Regions from separate parts of the Mus musculus genome. Here region 1 is linked to region 2. The links are chromatin contacts, called in public promoter capture Hi-C maps. All regions are on one chromosome and are shown on one strand. The core of a region is the stretch at or near the end of the contact, and the rest is flanking DNA. Distances in the headings are between cores, read along the strand shown.

Region 1 (2,700 bases), core at 146-2,645, 440 kb after region 2:
ACCCATGAGGTGAACCTCTGGGTGTACGGGAGGGCTTATCTTGATTAGGTTAATTGAGATGGAAAGACCAACTCCTTCTGTGTGGCACCATTCTCTGGCCTAGCTCGGATCCTGGAGTATAGAAGGGGTTATCTGAGGACCAGCATTCATCACTCTCTAATCCTTGACCTGCCATGTGGGCCAGTTGCTTCAAGCCTACTGCTGTTACTTCCCTGTCATGCTAAACTGCAACCTCAAACTGCAGCCCAAACACTTTCTGCTTAACCTGCTTCTGTCTTGGTATTTTATCACAGCTACAGAAAAGGAAATTAAGACAGATCACTAAGACAAAAAGTGACTGGTAACAAGTCGTGAGGCTAAGATAAGAGCCCGCTCCTTAGTGAACCAGGTTTGATTTCTAGCATCCACATGACGACTCAAAACCATCTGTAACTCCAGTTTCAAGGCTTTGGGCCACGCATAACAGTTCACCCCTCAAAATCTAGTTGTTAGAAGTTAGGGGCAGGAGGATCAGAAGTTCAACTTATCTTCAACTACATAGCAAGTTTGAAGCCTAGGCTATATGAGACATCGTATCAAAAAACAGGAAGGAGGAAGGGAGAGAGGGAGGTGGGAAGGCAGACAGGCAGGCAATATAAGGGTTCAAGAACTTGGGACTATTAACAAGTGTGGCTGGGCTGGCCCACCAGTAAAAGAAGAGTGCTCAATGGTGTGTCCCCAGGCCCACAATTCACCCCATCACCTGGGAGCCCTCATCAGTTTCAGGACTTAAAAGACAAATCTGTACTTGTGCGGGACACAACACAGCAAGTAGTCAGAGTGTATTATTTGTCTTCCAGCACTGTCCTGAAGCAGAGGACAGCCAACCTTCTAAAAGCTGCTGTGTGCCTCAGATCCACAGACAACCCCACAGGCGGGGCTAGTTAGAAACATCTGGAATCCATGAACTCCCTGGAGCTCCCTCCTGACTCATCCCCAAAGCGTCCTTGTAAAAGAGGAAACAACTGGTCACCTCCTTGCCTCCTAAATTCTGGTTCGTCAGAGCTGGCCTTTCCTCTTTGCGTGGAAGCTTTAGTATCACTAAGAACAGGGAGAGCAAGGCTGCCCCCACCAAAAACGAGGAGTTTCGTAAGAAGGCGCAGGACTTCATGGGTCGTTTGAAAAGTCCTGTGAGCTTGGTAACACTCGAAATAAGTCTCTGAGTTCTGCTTGGAAAGGCAGGATCTAGGATCAAGCAGTACAGAGTCCCATGAGCCTCTAACCGACTGGGCTATGAGAAGCGCCGGCGAGGAGCGAAGGAGCCACTAGAGGGCGCGGCACTCGGAGGACAGTGAAAGTCCCTCGCGGGCTGCCGTAGTCAGTACTATAAAGGACGTGGCGTGGAGATGCTCGGCCTCTCGGCAGCCATGGCGGCTCTATGTTTGTATCGCCATTGTTACCGTTGGGACGCCGCGGATGACCCTATATACCCTTGGCCGGCTACCGGGAAGACTGCGTCTCCTGACGATCGTAACGAAGATGTACCGTGCTTTCCTTCTGAGAGTTTAGTCGCCCTAATATGTGCAGCAGGCTAACCGCGTGGTAAGGGGAAGGGCGTTCACGATGTGCCCGAGGGCCGGGTGGACTGCCCCCAGAAGTCCCGAGAAGGAAAGCCGAGGCTCCTGTCTGGACTAGTACAACGCAGAAGCCCCTGGTTGGGGCTCCAGACCGGTCTCCCTTTCGTAGGGCTAAGGAGCACCAGGGAAAGACTCTGTCTATATTTGCTGCATGCTGAATACCAACTTGAGATAACTCAGATGTGAGACAGTACTCTGTCTAGTGTAATGCCGCTGAGTTGGAGAGAAAGAAAAAGGGGTTTTATTTGTAAAAAGCCTAGCCGGGCGTGGTGGCGCACGCCTTTAATCCCAGCACTCGGGAGGCAGAGACAGGCGGATTTCTGAGTTCGAGGCCAGCCTGGTCTACAAAGTGAGTTCCAGGACAGCCAAGGCTATACAGAGAAACCCTGTCTCGAAAAACCAAACCAAAAAAAAAAAAAAAAAAAAAAGCCTTAGCAAGGACAAGCCATGTGGACCCATTGGAATAGGAATAAAATACAAGTCTAGTGCAGTCCCCCAAAGTGATCCTGATAGGGTGTGTGCAGAATGCTTTCTTCCTTTCCTTTCCCTAGGAAGCTTGCCTGCCAGAAAGAAAGCGCCTGTTGGGCTATTAGGTGAGTTGGGCTATTAGGTGAGTTGGGCTATTAGGTGAGTTGACTCAAAGTTACTAAGATTCGCATTAACAGTCACGGTGTGGCACCCAGCACTTGCTTCATCGACACCCTGCTCCTAGAGGCGTTGCAGGTGTGGCTGCTGTGTCACATGTGCGTCAGTAGGTGGCAGAGAGAAAAGAGGCTATGTCTACGCTCAGTGTTCTGCCCTGTGAACGTCTGAATGATTTGTAGCCTGACAACACTCCTGAAAGCTGGAGGTGGGATTGTCCCTCCTAGTTTTTGACTGGCTTAGGTCATTTGATGGCTCTGCATAAACCAAATAGAGGGGCTGGTGTGTAAAGAGGAAGTTTACAGAGAAATTGATCTGTTGGAAATCATGAAACCAGGTCCTGGGACACAGCGTTGTGGCACATGTTTCTCTTATCCACCAGCTTGGGTCAAGAGACTGTCTCAAAAACAACAGTGGGTGGAAGCAAGGATGTATCTGTCTT
Region 2 (2,700 bases), core at 104-2,603:
CTGGCATATGCAATATTGTCTGGGTTTGGTGGCTGATTATGGGATGGATCCCCGGGTGGGGTAGTCTCTGGATGGTAAGTCTCCATCCTTTCGTCTTAGCTCCAAACTTTGTCTCAGGGCCCTTCTCTCTTGAGAGAACAGAGATATGGAGGAGGGGCAGAAGGAGGTACAGCCTGCACCTGGCTCCTGATTCCCTTCCAACAAAACAGCCCCTCAAACCCAAACACCCACCAAGGGTTACGGTGAATCAAATCAAGAGAGCTTCCAGCCTTGCTGCTCCAACTCTCAGAATGGCTGCTGCGCACCTCAATTTAAACCCTGTCCTAGAAAGGAAGCTAATGTAGCTTGTCCCAGGTGGGTGTCATCTGCTGGTGAGTTAGACAATGGGCTTCAGAAAAAAGAGGCAGCTTGCCCAAAGCCACACAACAAGGTAGCCTACTGCCCCCTCCCCCACCACACACACACACACACACCACAGAGCAAACTTAGGGACTCAGTCGCACCCAGCAATTCCAGGGGAAGAAAGTCTGGAAATGGTCAGCACCCTCGAAGCCCTGATACCAACTGTCCTACTGTCCTACTGTCCTTCTGTCCTTCTCCCTCTCCCTTTTTTTCTCCCTCCCTCCCTCCTTCTCCTGCAGGTGTCCAGGAGCTTGGTCAGCATCACCCTTACGTCCACCCACCCCCGACACTGAAGGTCTCCATCTGAGTCCCTATTTTCACTCCAGCACAGAGTCCCCATCTCACACAGTCCCATTAGCCTCCATGGCTCCCCAGTCCCTGCTGCTGCCAAAGACAGGTGCCCAGTCAGCCTCACACTTGGTTTTCATTAAGGCTCCCAGACACTGCTGGATTCCAGCCAAGTCCAGCTCAAACAGGATCCATCTCTCCCTAGGGTCCAAAACCTTCAACAGGCCCACCACAGCATGGCTTTGCAGACCAGACAGCAACTGCTAGTACCAAGGTTGTTGCCTCAGGACCACCCTGCCACTGTGTGGCATAGGTTGTTCCCCCCTTTCTCTGTGGTTGAATACCCTCACCAGGGGCTGGGACATCCCCCGGCCCCCATTCTGAACAGCTTGGCTGGTCTGGGATAAGCTACATCTCACACCTCCCAAAGACCACAGTATGAGCAGGGACAAGTATGTAGTGGCCTACCTCACCCAGGGTCAGCAGGTTGTCCTCCTTTTAGAGAAAAGGGTGAGAGCTACTGCCAGGTGCACGGTGCAGGAAGGTGAGTGCAGAGATGTGCGGGCTCTGCCTGTCTCTGGTCCTGCTTCCCCAGCTGCCTCCCTCTCCCACTTCAAAGAGCATTCAAGGGAGGGGGTTCCCAGGAGGGGCTCTCAGCCCAGTGGCTGCTCTGTGGCCGCAGCTGCCTTTATAGCTGTCAGGCAGACGGGGAGGAACTCACACTTCCCACCGCTGCTCCCCCGCCCAGCCTGCTGGCGGCTGGCCGGGCGCACACTTTAACCCGCTCTGCTCCTCTGGAGTATGGCCAGGCTGTCCAGCTGCCTGCTGGCTGCTGCTGCCACAGTCCAGGATCAGTGAGTGAGCCTGAGACTGGCTTGCCTAGGTCCAGAGTGACTGACCCTAATGGATCAATTAGCCTGAGGTCATGTGGAGGGAGGTTGGCAGTGGTGGAGCGGAGCCCCCTTGACCCACCCATCTAACTTCAGCTTCCAGAGAAGGCTGGAAACCATGTGATGTCCAGGCTTTCGGCTCCTGTTCACAGGGAAGACACAGAGGTCCAGACATTGCACGGGTGCAGGCCACCCTCCGTCCTTGGAAAACAGACCTGAACAACGGAGGAACTGAGATACATCCAGAGATCAACCAACCAATGGCTCCAGGGAGAGGAAGAGGTGGCTACAGCCTATCGACCAGATGTCTAGGAAGATCGTCGGCACGGGGTATTCTGCAGATGTTTGGTACCAGCTTGGCTGGACCCCACAGCAGCTGGGCAGCTATTGGCAAGCAAGCAGGACTCAAGAGCTCTGTCCCTGCTGAGCTAGAGCTGAAGTCTTATGAATCCAAGAGGACTTTGGATGATGAGATGTCTGCTCTGACATTTCCTGCTCTCTGAAGCACCCCGTCCTGGAAAACAGGCACCTTCAAATGCTAAGTGATTCTGAAACAACATCCCACAAGCTGGCTGAGCCATTTCATCCATGCCTCTGTCCCTGTAGTGGGGACTGGAAGTCCTCTCCTTTTCTCTGTCCCTCCCTCTTGTCCCTCCCTCTGTGCTAGATGATAAGCTTCTTCAGCTGCCTCTTTGGGCTGCTAAGAGTGATACCCTGGGGGAAGTCTTGTGTCTGACCACCAGACCGCAGCCAAGAACAAAGCAACCAGCAAAAACCAATCAGCACCCAGCCTCTCTGTGAGGCTTGAGTCAGGTGACAAGCATCTTCATCATCTGTACTTTACCGAGGAGAAACTGAGGCTGGGAAGTGGAGTGGTCTGCTAAAGCCACCAGTCAAAGTTGTGACAGATACAGGTTGCGGCGCTGCTCTGCCACACACCCTCTCCTTCTGCCTGGTTCTTCAAAGATGCTGGCTGGCTCTCCCAGCTTAGACTGCGACAGGGGGCAGAGGGTCAGCTCTCACTCTGCCGGTGTTCAGTAGTGACTGACCTTAAGGTATTCAGCTTCTGTTCTCTGTCACCCTGACCTCCCATGACCCTTATCCAGGCTCACACTGCCCC

The links. Promoter capture Hi-C pulls out the DNA fragments that hold promoters and counts their contacts.
Region 1: a promoter capture Hi-C map of second pharyngeal arch cranial neural crest shows a contact between it and region 2, with 2.2 times the contacts expected there. The contact joins the promoter of Snhg7 here to the promoter of Adamtsl2 in region 2. A contact is called at or near these places in 10 of 39 promoter capture datasets (the 3T3-L1 cell line, 3T3-L1-derived adipocytes, the C10 cell line and 5 more), 1 of 15 datasets of contacts at CTCF or cohesin (large pre-B cells), 6 of 115 datasets of contacts at active chromatin or transcription factors (bone marrow-derived macrophages, craniofacial prominence, embryonic limb bud and 3 more) and 1 of 9 other capture datasets (embryonic stem cells).

What each region holds. Positions count from the first base shown.
Region 1 is chr2:26,638,939-26,641,638 of GRCm38.p6, reverse strand. Snhg7 (small nucleolar RNA host gene 7) reads left to right here and starts at 1,395. Exons shown (of 4, transcript NR_024068.2): 1 at 1,395-1,581; 2 at 2,168-2,209. Snora17 (small nucleolar RNA, H/ACA box 17) reads left to right here and starts at 2,318; the gene lies at 2,318-2,449.
Region 2 is chr2:27,078,032-27,080,731 of GRCm38.p6, reverse strand. It overlaps Adamtsl2 (ADAMTS-like 2), which reads right to left and starts at 1,353. Exons shown (of 19, transcript NM_029981.2): 1 at 1,159-1,353.